Regions from separate parts of the Mus musculus genome. Here regions 1 and 3 are each linked to region 2. Evidence: chromatin contacts called from public HiChIP or PLAC-seq data. All regions are on one chromosome and are shown on one strand. Each heading gives the region's core, a stretch centred on a gene start, on an enhancer-like site or on the middle of the called end of the contact. The rest is flanking DNA. Distances are from core to core; before and after follow the strand shown. Region 1 has its middle 35 kb from the start of Amn1. Region 2 holds the start of Amn1 (antagonist of mitotic exit network 1). Region 3 has its middle 51 kb from the start of Amn1.

Region 1 (4,237 bases), core at 258-2,757, 34 kb after region 2:
TTCTGGTGTACACTGAAGACCAGCTGAGACAGCCAGCCTTGTGGACTGAAGAAGGAATCTACTGGATTCTTGGGACTTTCCATTTAGGGACAAACATTGTTGGAATAGTTGGGCCATAACTTGTAAGCCACTCTAATAAGTCCTACATAAATTTATATATTCATTCTATCAGTTCTGTTTTTTTTCTAGAGAACCCTGTATAATATATTGATTTATTAATTTATTTAATAATTTACTCAAAGCACTGTTTATATAGCTTATTGCCAAACATGAATTCACCTTGCCACCTGGAACAGAATGACCTGGAAAAGGGCTCCAAGACAGATTGAAAGGAGAAGTATCTGAAACAATAGGTTTCCCTTAGCAACCTGACCACAAAAGCTTACAACTGTCAACTCTGTGTATGTATGTATGCTTTTGAAAAGCAAAAGTTCCCAAACTAGCTGGCATATACTTATGCTTCTGGGAAGTCCTACTTACTGTCTGGCCCCATCCTGTGGCTTTAAAGTATATTTGTATTCAAAGGGGACTCAGAACTGAAGTCTTTTAGAGCTATCTTGGCTTAGGTCCACCTGTAAATAAACCTCTTCTCTCCCACTCTCACTGGTGTCAGAATGCTAATTCAAGAGCCATTTCAAGAAAGTAATTCACACAGGAGGAAACTCAAATGTTCAAAGCACTAAAGAAGTGTCCAGCTTTTTTAGTAATCATAGCAAAGATGCCCAAGTAATGCAGAGTGTTCCCTACTGGACCCCAGATTAGGCACAGATCACACCCAAACACCAAATTTCAAGCACAAACCAAACACAAAGAGATTCTTTTTTAAAGCAAGGCAAAGTGACAAGATGGCTGAATCTAAAACAACAGCAAATAGCTTTCCAAGTGTTGAGAGGGGAGTAAGGGAGGTCTGTGCTATAATGAGTTAGGATATGTTGGTAAGTTCTAATTGGGTATTTTAATTAGGTTAATCAAAATAATGGATTTTGATTGTTGGACCTTAATGTTTTGATAGTTGGACTTTGATGATTACCCTCAAGAATGAGTTGGGCACAACAAAGTGGCCAAATAAGGGAGCAGACCTTGGTAGCTTTAGGAATGCAATCTAATAGGGAGAAGGAAGGAGAAAGGGCAAAACCTTGCCCAAACCTGTGTTTGCAGTGCTTGGGCCTACTAGAGCCCTTCTCATAGAAATACAAGTCAAAACATTGACTTCCATTTTTGTTTTGTTTTGTTTTTTTTTTTTTCTAAAAGTTTTGAACTACTAACTCTCTGAAAGGTATGAATGAAAATTCCTAGAAAGAAACTATCTGCAATACCAAGAACCAGCCTCGGCTTGGTCAGGGTCCTGAGAAAAGGGAGTTTGAGAGCAGCAAAAGAAACTACCTGAAGTCAATGAGGTGGGTGCAAACTGGTAGCCTTGTTTTCTGCTTGAGGCAATTCTTATCTTTCTTTCCAAAAGCTCATAGTAACCTCAAAGCAGTAAATTTTAGTCATTGATTAATGAAGTTTAAACAAGCCAAGTCTATTGTAACAAGTTTTTCCCTATGCTTGGTTGGCAACAACCTATACTTACTAAAGAGCAAATCATCTTTCTTATATTTTATTTTTGAAATTTTGTTCACCTAAGCTGGCTTGCTGTCTATTTTCTGTTCTTACATTCATAATATATCCTTATTACTTCTTGGTGCACACTATAAACCTGTTCCCTCAACTCTAGTTCACAAGACAGGAGAACTCAGGCCCAACCTAGGGTGTATGCTTACTTTGATCATTAGCTTGCCCCAAACCTATTCTTCTCACCTCCGTAATTACATGCTTGTAATACGTGAATGCTCACTGTACTCCTTCCTCTAACTCAAGCAGTGTTTGCCATTCTATCAGGAAAGGGCACACCTTATTCTTAATTCAAATTTCTACCAACTGTCCTAATTTCTTAACTTTATATTTTTTTTATAAACTTCCCTGAATTATTTAAATCAAACTAACCTTTCTTTTTCTTTTTCTTTTTTTTTTTTTAGCATTAGGTAAAAAAGTTTAATGTGGGCAATGAAAATGGCAATGAACATTTAGGGAAAAAAGAATCAGTAGATAAATACATTCTCCAGCTACATATTACATTTCTACGATTCTGAAGAATATATATATATATATATATATATATATATATATATATATATATATATATATATATATATACAAACTAACCTTTCTAAAAGTCAAGTCAGAAATCCCATAAAATCATCAATTCATCTAGGCAGCATTATCTCAAGAATTTCTATCTTCGTATTGATATTCAAAAAGCTTGCCTAATAGTACAGCCATCACCCAGGGAGTAATCACACCAGGCTATAGGCAGTGAGGGTCTTCCAGTGTCCACTCAACCAAGCCAAGTGAATGAGGAATATGGCAATGACAAACATGAGAAAGCACATCAGTAGCAAGAAGCAATCCTGGGGTGAAGTCTCTAGGGTTGTGCTGCACCAGAGCTCACCCGTCGCAACTGAGCAAGATGGTAGGCCATCTCCAGGGAGATCCCTGGCCCACTGCAGCTTTTCTTGCATGTGTCTGCCACCAAGTCATGCCAAGGAGAAGCAACTTAAGTGTTATGATTTGGGTGAGTGTTTCAAGAAAATCACATGACTTACATTTTTGGCTATGAGATTATGGATAGCTGGTCTTAGGATATATCTTAGCTCTGTGTGTGTGTGTGTGTGTGTGTGTGTGTGTGTGTGTATTTTTCCCCATTAAGGACACCATATGTAACAGACCTCCAGGCCTTAGCACAATTGACTCAGTAATGGAAATACCATTCAGGCCATAAAATTCAGCACGCAGACAACACCAGTTCCCAAAATGAAAACAAAGTCCATCAAATTCCATAGTTCTAGGAAAGTCTTTGAATATACTAACCTTTGTTTTTGGTTTCTGTAGTTTTGATTCTGGCTAACTGTTCTTGTTTGTGTGTGTGTGTGTGTGTGTGTGTGTGTGTGTGTTCTTGTTAACTGAAGTATGTCAGCCCAGGATCTGCTTTGTGCTTAAAAGCTCACCCTGAGAATGGCTCAGTGGTATACTGGGGTCCTAAATACCCAGTATAGTTAGTGGCTAGCTAATAAAGTCTATTGATTTTGAAGAATAAAAATTTTTACTGAACTCTTCTTCACCCCAGAACCCGACCCCTCCCATCTAGAGATTGTTCCCGGAACACTCTTGAACTCTTCACCCCAGAATACATTCCTGAACTCCTCATCCTAGAGTTCGAACCCTCCCAACTAAAAACTGTTCCAAGAACATTTTTGAGATAAGGGCCTCCTGGAACAACCTCAAAATGAACCGGGTACATTGCCAAATGATAGGACATGACCCCTTAGTTACGTAGATTCCCTTGGCAGAACCCCTTGTCCCTTGGCAGAACCCCCTAGTGATGTAAACTTGTACTTTCCCTGCCCAGCTCTCCCCCCTTGAGTTTTACTATATAAGCCTGTGAAAAATTTGGCTGGTCGTCGATTCTCCTCTACACCACTAGGTGCATGAGTTTTGACCCCAGAGCTCTGGTCTATGTTCCATGTGCTTTCTTGCTGTTGTTCTATTAAATCTTGCCTTCTACATTTTGAGTATGGTCTCAGTGTCTTCTTGGGTCCGCGGCTGTCCCGGGGCTTGAGTGCTTGAGTGAGGGTCTCCCTTCGGGGGTCTTTCAATTTAAACCTGTGGCCCAGTAATTTTCTCTTGTAGGTACCTCACAGCAGCTAATGAATGATCCAATAAAGAACCTAAGGAAATTTAAAGTGTAATAAAACCAAATGGGAGCACAGGCTTGTAATCCCAACACCAACAAGGCTAAAGCAATAAGATCACTTTGAATTCAATGTCATCCTCAGCTATATAATGAGTTTGATGCTTGGAGTACATGAGACACTGTCTAAAAACAACAACAACAAAACAACTAACATTACAACTCAAAAAATAGCTAAATGAATCCACACTAAAATGAAGAGTTACTTTGAAAGAATATCTGGCCAAAAAGAAAAAAAAAATCCAAGGAGAAGTGATTCAATATTTTTCCTAGTTACAATGTTTTTTCCTTTAACAAAATATACATTTATTTGTATATTTCGTGGATGGGATATAAACACATGAGAACTCTGGGGTACATAAGAAGAGCATAGGACAATTGCCTTCTAACATGTGGGACCCAGGAATTGAATTCAGGCTGACAGCAAGAGCTTTCACCTGCTAGTTC
Region 2 (4,251 bases), core at 1,573-4,072:
AGGACAATCAATTACCTGCATATGCAATTACCAGAAGAGACAACCACTAAGACCCTGAAGCACTGAGGACAATTTAATCAGGACTTCATTCTGGCACACTGATTAGTTCAGGATAAATGCAGCTTGCAGGAAGGGCTCTCTGACTTATTCTTTCCTGCACTAGTAAACCACAGAAATTCCTCTAAACTTCCTTGAATACTGTTCAGAAACAACCTTAATCCAAGAGCCTGGGCAGTGTGGTTGCCTTGGGTCATACAAACTTCATAATCCTCCTTACAGCTTTCACTGTCAGCTCTAGAATTTACTACCCAGCCCTGTCCTGCCATTCCTTCACATATTATTGCTCTTTGTCAGAAATGTTAAGGCTTTCTAGTTTGGCCGTTTCTCTGAAAAATACAAAAACAAAAACAAAAACAAAAAAAAACAACACTTTTTTAAAAGTTCCAAAGTATAAGCAGAAATTAATGAAAACTTGGTTTTTGTTTTGTTTTTCTTGCTAATCTTGTGTTTGTTTGGTTCCTAGACACAAAGATGCCACTTAACCAAAGTGGTGGCTAGGAATGTAGTTTAGTAGTTCTAGTATCTGTAAGGCCCTGGACTTGATACTTAGCACCACAAAACCTAACAAGCCAGGTAGGTGTCTTAGTCAGGGTTTCTACTGCTGCAATGAAACATCACGACCAAGAAGCACAGTGGGGAGGAAAGGGTTTATTCTGCTTACACTTCGACATTGCTGTTCATCACCAAAGAAAGTCAAGACTAGAACTCACATAGGAACCTGGATGCAAGAGCTGATGCAGAGGCTATAGAGGAGTGCCACTTTACTTGACTGCTTCCCCTGGCTTGCTTAGCTTGCCTTCATATAGACCCCAAGACCACCAGCCTAGAGAGATGGCACCACTCAATGGGCTGGGCCCTCTCCCTTGATTACTAATTGAGAAAATGCCTTATAGCTGGATCTCATAGAGGCAATTCCTCAACTGAGGAACTTTATTTGTGGTAACTCCAGCTTGTGTTAAGTTGACACACAAAACCAGCCAATATACCAGAATAGGTAGAGTCTTCTTTAGCCTCTTTTAAAGCAATGTAACCAACATGTTTTAGGGCTTCAAATTCTGGCCATCTGAGAAACTCATACCTGTGTCAAGCAACCACAAATTCTGTTTACAAACACACACACATTCTTTCTTCCCTTGTGCTTGCATACACATCCCCACACAAACATATAATAAAGGTATTGAAGGGTATTGAGAAGGGAGGTGTCAGTTTCCTAAAACAGCATTCCGGTAATAGTTACTTCTCAGTACCTACTGTCCTTTTCATTCAACAATCTCTTGTGAAAACCTTAAAAGCATTTCAGTATTCTCACCCTTTGTAATGGCTATAAGCTTCACATTGGACATCTCATTTAGTTATTTCCCTTTAGAAAAGCATCCATATTGTTCTGTGGTATGGTAACAATATTGTCAAATTGCTTTCTGGTAAGTCAGCTTTAAGTTCTATCTACACAAACAATTGTGGCATACTTGCAATCCCAGAACTCTATGGGTACAAGCAAGAAGGATCTTGAAGTTCAGGGACATCCTTTGCCACACAATGAATTTCTAGCCTGTTATGCTACATGAGACCCTGTCCTCAAAAAGCCAAAGCCAAAGCTGGTGCTGATAACTCAAGTCTATAATCTCAGCATTTGGAAGGCTGGGGCAGAAGACTCAAGAGTTCAAGGTTAGCCTGACATTGTGGGTCTGAGGCCAGCCTGTGCTACATAAGATTCTGTCTCAAAACAAAAGGGTTGGGGATATAACTGAGTTGGCATTATGCTTGCCTCGGGCTCAGGAGGCTGAGGTAAACTGGGAATAATATAGTGTGTGTCTGTAATCTCAACATTCAGGAAATGAATGAAGAAGGATCAGAAGTTTAAAGTTATCCTTGGCTACACACACAATGTGTTCTAGGCCAGCATAGGCTACATGAGACTGTCTCAAGGAAAAATAAATAGCAACAAAACAATACAGAAGAAAAAGCTGGAACTTAGGCAAGAAATAACATTTGTTTATGTACTGTTAAGTCAACAACGGAACCAATGTAGTCTTTGTAGTTTCCAATTGTTAAACCATTCCTGCTTTTCTGTTAATAGTTTTTCTTTCTAAAAATAGAAATAACAAGTAATACTAAAGCCTGCCTCTAACTCACTATATGGCTGAAGAGCCTTGAACTTCAACTTGAATTCTCAAGAAGTGTTTGGATTAAGGGCTTTACATATGTTAAGCTGATTCTTACAAAGACTCCTTGAGACAGGTACTAATACGCGATTTGCTTGGGTATGCGTGTGTATTACAACATTACCCCGTTAGCTTCGAATTTGTGGCAATCCTGTTTCAGTTTCCGGATAGCTGGGATTATAGGCGTGAACTGCCACGCCCTACTGTTATCCGAATTTTAGAAAGCTCTCCTGTACAATCGGGAGAGATTGTTACTGTTCATGGTCCCAAAGCTAGCGAGTCACGCCGGTATTAGTGGAGGTTTGTTGGTCCAGCCTGGCTCCAGGTTTCTTTTGTTCTGCCTTCACCCTCAACGCCCACCTGAGACAGGCCATCGGGTGGAGCCGCCAGCCCCACGGTGCACCACAGTCCTCAGAGACCAGACACAAAGCCGGGACAAGGACTAGGAGCCAGCAGGACGTGAGGGAAGGGACTGGGAGCTGGGGCGGACTCACAGTTCCAGGAGCTGACTGACTACTCCGGACAAAGGCATCGCGGAAGCCCTCTTAAGCCTGGACGGCAGTTGCGGCCCTCCACAACCAACTTCCGGTCGCGCAGGACTGGTAAACCTAAATGACGTCACAGAGTTGGACCTGGGGCGTGGCCACATTAGGAGCGGAAGAGGAAGTTCAGCGCTCTCTCTGGGCAGAACTGAGGGCTGCTCAGAACTAACTGGCACAAAATGTAGAGGCATCCAAAGCGGGAGCAAAGCCCCCTGGGACTTGTAGTTCTTCCTGCCCGCTATTGCCAGTTACTGCTTCTCCTGCCCAAGAGTCGCCAGAAGTCGCTGTCCAGGCAAAGGCTAATGGCAGGTCACTGCTTTTGCTGGTGCGATGCCAGGTCCCATGAAGCAAACCAAGTCTCTAGTCAGATACAGACACCGACTTCAAACACGGGGTTTACAGGACTGCAGTAGTCATCTCCACAGAGTGCGCCTGAAGCAAGAGCTGAACCATGCAGTCCTGGGTCATTCCAGGAATGGGACATATTAAGGCCTGTTCCGTTTAACATGACTAGCTATTTTGATTTTAGTCTCCATATTGCTCATAAGGTGAAATTAAGTACAGGTTCTCAGATTGTGCTTCCTAGAAGTAATTATTCGTAGCTGACATAACGTTCTCCATAATACTCATGCTCTGTTAGCTCAATACTCTGGAAACCCCTAACTACCACCTTACCCATCTCACTTAGTACCAGTCAGCTTAGAGGGCAGCTCATAATACTGATAAGACTAAGCGACTCTGATCGAACCCTGAGATGGCTCCAGGAGAGGGTATTAGGCCTCAAGGGAGAATTTCTCGCTCCCGACCCCAGGACGATTTCGCAGAAATGACTGACAAAACACTTCTCAGAAAAATCATACAACGTCCTGGCTGAAGGCCACCTGGGCCCTCTGGGGAACGAAGTTACTCTCCCAGGATGATCTGATATTGGCCCAGCCAATCAGCCAAAAGGTCAGCCTAACAACTTATCACCAAGGGCTTAGGTGTTGTTACTGTAATAGGCTTAAAAATGTATAAAAGGTGCTTGTATGTAGGGTCGCCTCCGGTCTCTTGGTCTCTTGCCTGAGAGACCGCTGAAGGTCGATCCCAGCGGACCAGAAAAATAAACCTCTTGCTTTTGCATGGATCTGAGAGTCTCATTTCACTTCGGATGGGGGGGCGGGGGTGTGTGTCTCCCGGCAGGTAATGATACTCTGGGGCTTTACAATGTCTTCTGCACTTGGTTTTCCTATAACCAGTCTGCCCTAGGTAGCACAGTCTGGTTCCCAAGTCCTTTCTATGTCCCTAATCGATAAGCCTGAATTAAGTAGTCAATAAACTTTCATCATATCTGAGATTAGTGTCCAAGTGGTCAGCGTGTGGCTATTCATGGACCCCAACAGGTCATATTCATTATAATCCTTCTAAATTGAAATTCTTTGGCCTGTTTTTCAGATCAGAATGTTAAGGTCTGAGAATTTGGGAATAATTCACTATGAAAACCAAGT
Region 3 (3,824 bases), core at 1,051-3,550, 51 kb after region 2:
AGGACTTATGATATTTGGAAAGAGTATAAAAAGGCTCAAGGGACAGTGACGGGGACTGAGCTAGGCTTGTTGGTACAGTTAACTGTGCAACACTTGTGGGTCTTGAGTCTTTGCTGATCCTCCTGGAGTTACTCTGGGTCCCTCTGGCTGACTTGCACCGAGACTGAGGCCTGGCTGTCTCTGCTAGGTTCTGCCACACTTCTGTTAGGTCCTGCCACATGGCTGCTGAGTCTTGTTTGCCCTCCTGACTCTACTGAACTGGACTGCTGTTTTATGAGTTGCCACTGCTAACCTGTGAACTGAACTTCAAATTTCCATAAAACACAGATAGGAGTTGCTCTGATGAACCTTTCTAAACAAGTCATCTTCCTCCATATGCTTTCTTTTCCACTAACTCTGGTGGGTGGTGGGGTACAAGGGAGATAAAAATGTTTAAGAACCATCATTAAAAATAGGTTTTGAAAAAATGTAAAATTACACAGAGGCTTTGCCTTTCTTCCTCCAGTTACTCTTTCCTATTAAAACCAGCCATTTTGGCCAGTCACTCTTGGTCCTCTTGGCCCTTTCTTCCTCCTGCTTTTCTTCCCCTCCCGATGCTCCACCCCTTTCCCTCTCTTAGCCCTGTTCAGTCTACTACTTTCTTTCCCTGTTTTGGACTTTTTCAAATGCCTGTGGCTGTACTACCTCATATATTCGATAAAAATCTTTCCCTAACCATACCTTGAGGTGGTCAAGTCCTCATTTCCATTCTCAGTTACTGTGTAACTGAGAATAACATAACTTCTGCTTCTTCAGGGCTGAGATTATAGGTGTTTGACACCACACCCAAGACAATTAGTTTTAGTAACATTATATAGGTCAGAAGACTAAGTAACAAAATGGTTTGCCTAGCTAACACACACACAAAATCAATTCTTCCCTTTCCACATTCTCCTTTTTCCAGCCTTGGTAATTAAGGTTTCCACCATTGTCCAGATAGCCTTCTGAGCTTGCAGCAAAATGGGGGACTCCCTTTACCAGCAGGGTTTCTCCTTCTCTGACTTTGTCTGGGGAGCCCAAAACCCCTATACCTCTACCTGTGGAATGTCACATAGCTTTGGTGAGATTAAACTGAGCTTTGGCTTCCTTCCTCCTGATAAGAACTTGTTCAGGAAGCACTTGAGATTCCCGGAATGCCTTTCCATGCAAATGAGGCATTCACAGAATTTTAAAACTCTAGACAATGATTTTTATTTACCCTGAAAACTCCTTCCTACTGTCCAAGGTCCATATATATCAGATTTACCCCGAATAAAGTGTATACATACAAGCCCACACCAATAAAAATATGCACAATCTAAGATCATCTCAGAGTGCTGTTTCATTGAAGATGGTTGGAGATGGCCTTTGTCTATAAGAGCTGTAAACATTATGATCCTTGAAACACTAACATCCTCTGGGAAGACCTTTTCCCCACCACCCTCTTGCCCCAGGTACTCTCTTTCAGCAGGGCCAGGATCCTGCAGAGCTCCATCCATTCTGGACTCTGCTTCATCCTGCCAGCTTGGTGTACAGTAGAATCTGGACATCCTGAGAGGGAAGAAGGAAATGGAACCACAACTGGATTTCAAAACACATATCACACTTCTCTTTGTCCTTTTATCTAGTAATAGAGAATCAAATTCAGGTCCTAGTGTATAGTATATAAGCACTGTACCACTGAGCTGCACCTCCAGCACTTGGTGTGTTTGAGACAGGGTCTTGGTATGTACACTTCACACTAATCTGAAATTTGAGATCCTTCAATCTCAGCACTTCACTCCTACCCAGACTGCTGGTATTGGAAATATTAAATGCTCAGTTTGGGCTCACCAAAGACTTTTCATATGAAACACCTTTCAAATTTCTTTTACTGAAAGTATAAGTAGACAATATTTCTCCCACACTGCCTTGTGCTTTTTAGCATCTCAACCTTATAAGGCCACATCAAATGAGGTCAGGACATTTATACAAGGTGATGATGTTAACCCATTAGCTCAACAAGTACAAGGAAGGATTTTTGCACACAAGATGCTGTTAAGGGTCTGAAAAAGACCGAAGGAAGACCCAGACTCAGATAGTATGAAAAGACAAAGAACATTTATTCTGCAGAAACAACCAGCATTTGGGGGGTCAACTGTTCTTCAAAGTGGTGACGCTGGACAAAAGTGTGCAGGCCTTTTTAAAGGGCATTTGGGGAAATTTCTAGAAGGATTAGGTAGTCTAAACTTTGATTGGTGGGTTGCTAGGGGATCAGAGGGGTCAGATTCTGATTGGCTTGTGCCATAGGTCTGCATTCCTATGTCTTGAATGTTTAACCAGAGTATAAGATAGGGCTGCCTAGCACAGATAACCCATCCTGAGATAAGATCTTTTTCCATTCTTGTTTTATCTCCAGGTTATTACTTGGGAGAGGGTTTTAAGATCTTGTTCCTGGATTTGCTGTCTGTTCCTGGAACTGGTACCTTATGACTTTCTTTTTTAAATGAAGCCTGGTTCTTAAATTGGAGACATATGGGGTTTATGTTGTCCTTTCAATGTTCTATCTAAAAGAGAAATGTGGTAGCACATGTCAGTGATTGAAGGGGCTGAGGCAGGAAGACTGGTTCAAGTATGGGACCAACCTCAGTTAGAGTCAGTTTCACCTCAGCTTTACTATAGCTGGACTTTGCTACTTTGTGGGTTCTTTTCCTATGTTCTATCCCCTCCAGTTTCACCCCATCACTAAATAGGAGGAAAAGAATAGGGGGAAGACAGATAGAGATCCATGAATCTAATTTCTTTCCTTTTGTTTCTTCTTTTTGAGCACAACTACTAACAAATTACAACTAACTCCCCTGAGTGACCACCAATGACGAACCACTCCGATTGGTGCTCTAGCATTTATAGCTGACTTCCAGGCAGCTAGGACAAGGGTATTAAAACCCACACCAACGCTGGGCAGTGGTGGCACACCACATGCCTTTAGTCCCAGAACTTGGGCGGCAGAGGCAGACAGATTTCTGAGTTTGAGGCTAGCCTGGTCTACAGAGTGAGTTCCAGGACAACCGGACGACACAGAGAAACCCTGTCTCAAAAAAACCAAAAACACCCCCCCCCCCAACACACACACACACACACAAAAACAACCAACCAACCAACCAAAAACCAAAAAAAAAAAAAAAAAAAAGGAAGAAAAAAGAAAAAAGAAAAGAAAAGAAAAAGAAAAACCCATACCCACAGAGACACACCATATAAATATAACATAATGCAAAATACATTTAGTCCAACTTCAAAGGTCCCCATACTCTATAGCAGTCTCAACAATGTTAAAAGTTCAAAGTGTCTTCTGAGATTCATCCAAGCACTTAAGTGTAATCCCCAAAGCAAGACAGGAAACCAGCTGGGCAAACTCCAAACTCTTCATCTTCATGGCTGATGTCAAAGCAGTTTTCAAATCTCCAACTCTTTTTCATCTTTGTTGACTGCAACAAACTTCTTTCTCCTGGGCTGGTTCCACTCCCTGTTAGCAGCTTTCCTCAGCAGATAGCCCAGAGCTGTGGCATCTAGAATATCTTGGGGTCTCCAAGGCAACTTCAGTGTTACAGCTTGTTTCAATGTTTGGGATCCACACATGATGACTGTACATTTAGATGGTATACCAATTAAAGGGTTGGTTAACACAGGGGCAGATGACACTATAATTACAAAAAATGAGGCTGGAGAGATGGCTCTGTGGTTAAGAGCACTGACTCCTCTTCCAGAGTTCCTGAGTTCAGTTCCCAGCAACCACATGGTGACTCACAACCATCTGTTATGGGATCTGA

The links. HiChIP or PLAC-seq counts read pairs in DNA pulled down with a chosen protein or histone mark.
Region 1: a contact with region 2 is called in an H3K27ac HiChIP or PLAC-seq map of hepatocytes, with 5 times the contacts expected there. The contact joins the enhancer-like site here to the promoter of Amn1 in region 2. A contact is called at or near these places in 4 of 39 promoter capture datasets (the HPC-7 cell line, liver and macrophages), 3 of 484 Hi-C or Micro-C datasets (liver and macrophages), 3 of 115 datasets of contacts at active chromatin or transcription factors (embryonic stem cells, hepatocytes and vascular smooth muscle cells) and 2 of 9 other capture datasets (adipose tissue and pancreatic islet).
Region 3: a contact with region 2 is called in an H3K27ac HiChIP or PLAC-seq map of trophoblast stem cells, with 22 read pairs. The contact joins the enhancer-like site here to the promoter of Amn1 in region 2. A contact is called at or near these places in 4 of 39 promoter capture datasets (the HPC-7 cell line, liver and macrophages), 2 of 15 datasets of contacts at CTCF or cohesin (the G1E-ER4 cell line and the NIH/3T3 cell line), 9 of 484 Hi-C or Micro-C datasets (the C2C12 cell line, the G1E-ER4 cell line, bone marrow-derived macrophages and 2 more), 6 of 115 datasets of contacts at active chromatin or transcription factors (CD8 T cells, embryonic stem cells, extraembryonic endoderm stem cells and 3 more) and 2 of 9 other capture datasets (adipose tissue and pancreatic islet).

Annotation. Positions count from the first base shown.
Region 1 is chr6:149,221,149-149,225,385 of GRCm38.p6, forward strand. No RefSeq gene overlaps it. Among named protein-coding and RNA genes, the nearest start is that of Amn1, 35 kb to the left of the region's middle. Within about 2 kb of position 1,508, at least 8 of the 459 cell types and tissues checked have an H3K27ac peak or open chromatin away from gene starts, as enhancers often do. A contact at or near this core is called in the HPC-7 cell line, hepatocytes and liver, where this site is marked.
Region 2 is chr6:149,185,890-149,190,140 of GRCm38.p6, forward strand. It overlaps Amn1 (antagonist of mitotic exit network 1), which reads right to left and starts at 2,823. Exons shown (of 7, transcript NM_001113424.1): 1 at 2,717-2,823. The coding sequence starts at 2,754.
Region 3 is chr6:149,237,416-149,241,239 of GRCm38.p6, forward strand. No RefSeq gene overlaps it. Among named protein-coding and RNA genes, the nearest start is that of Amn1, 51 kb to the left of the region's middle. Within about 2 kb of position 2,301, at least 9 of the 459 cell types and tissues checked have an H3K27ac peak or open chromatin away from gene starts, as enhancers often do. A contact at or near this core is called in extraembryonic endoderm stem cells and trophoblast stem cells, where this site is marked.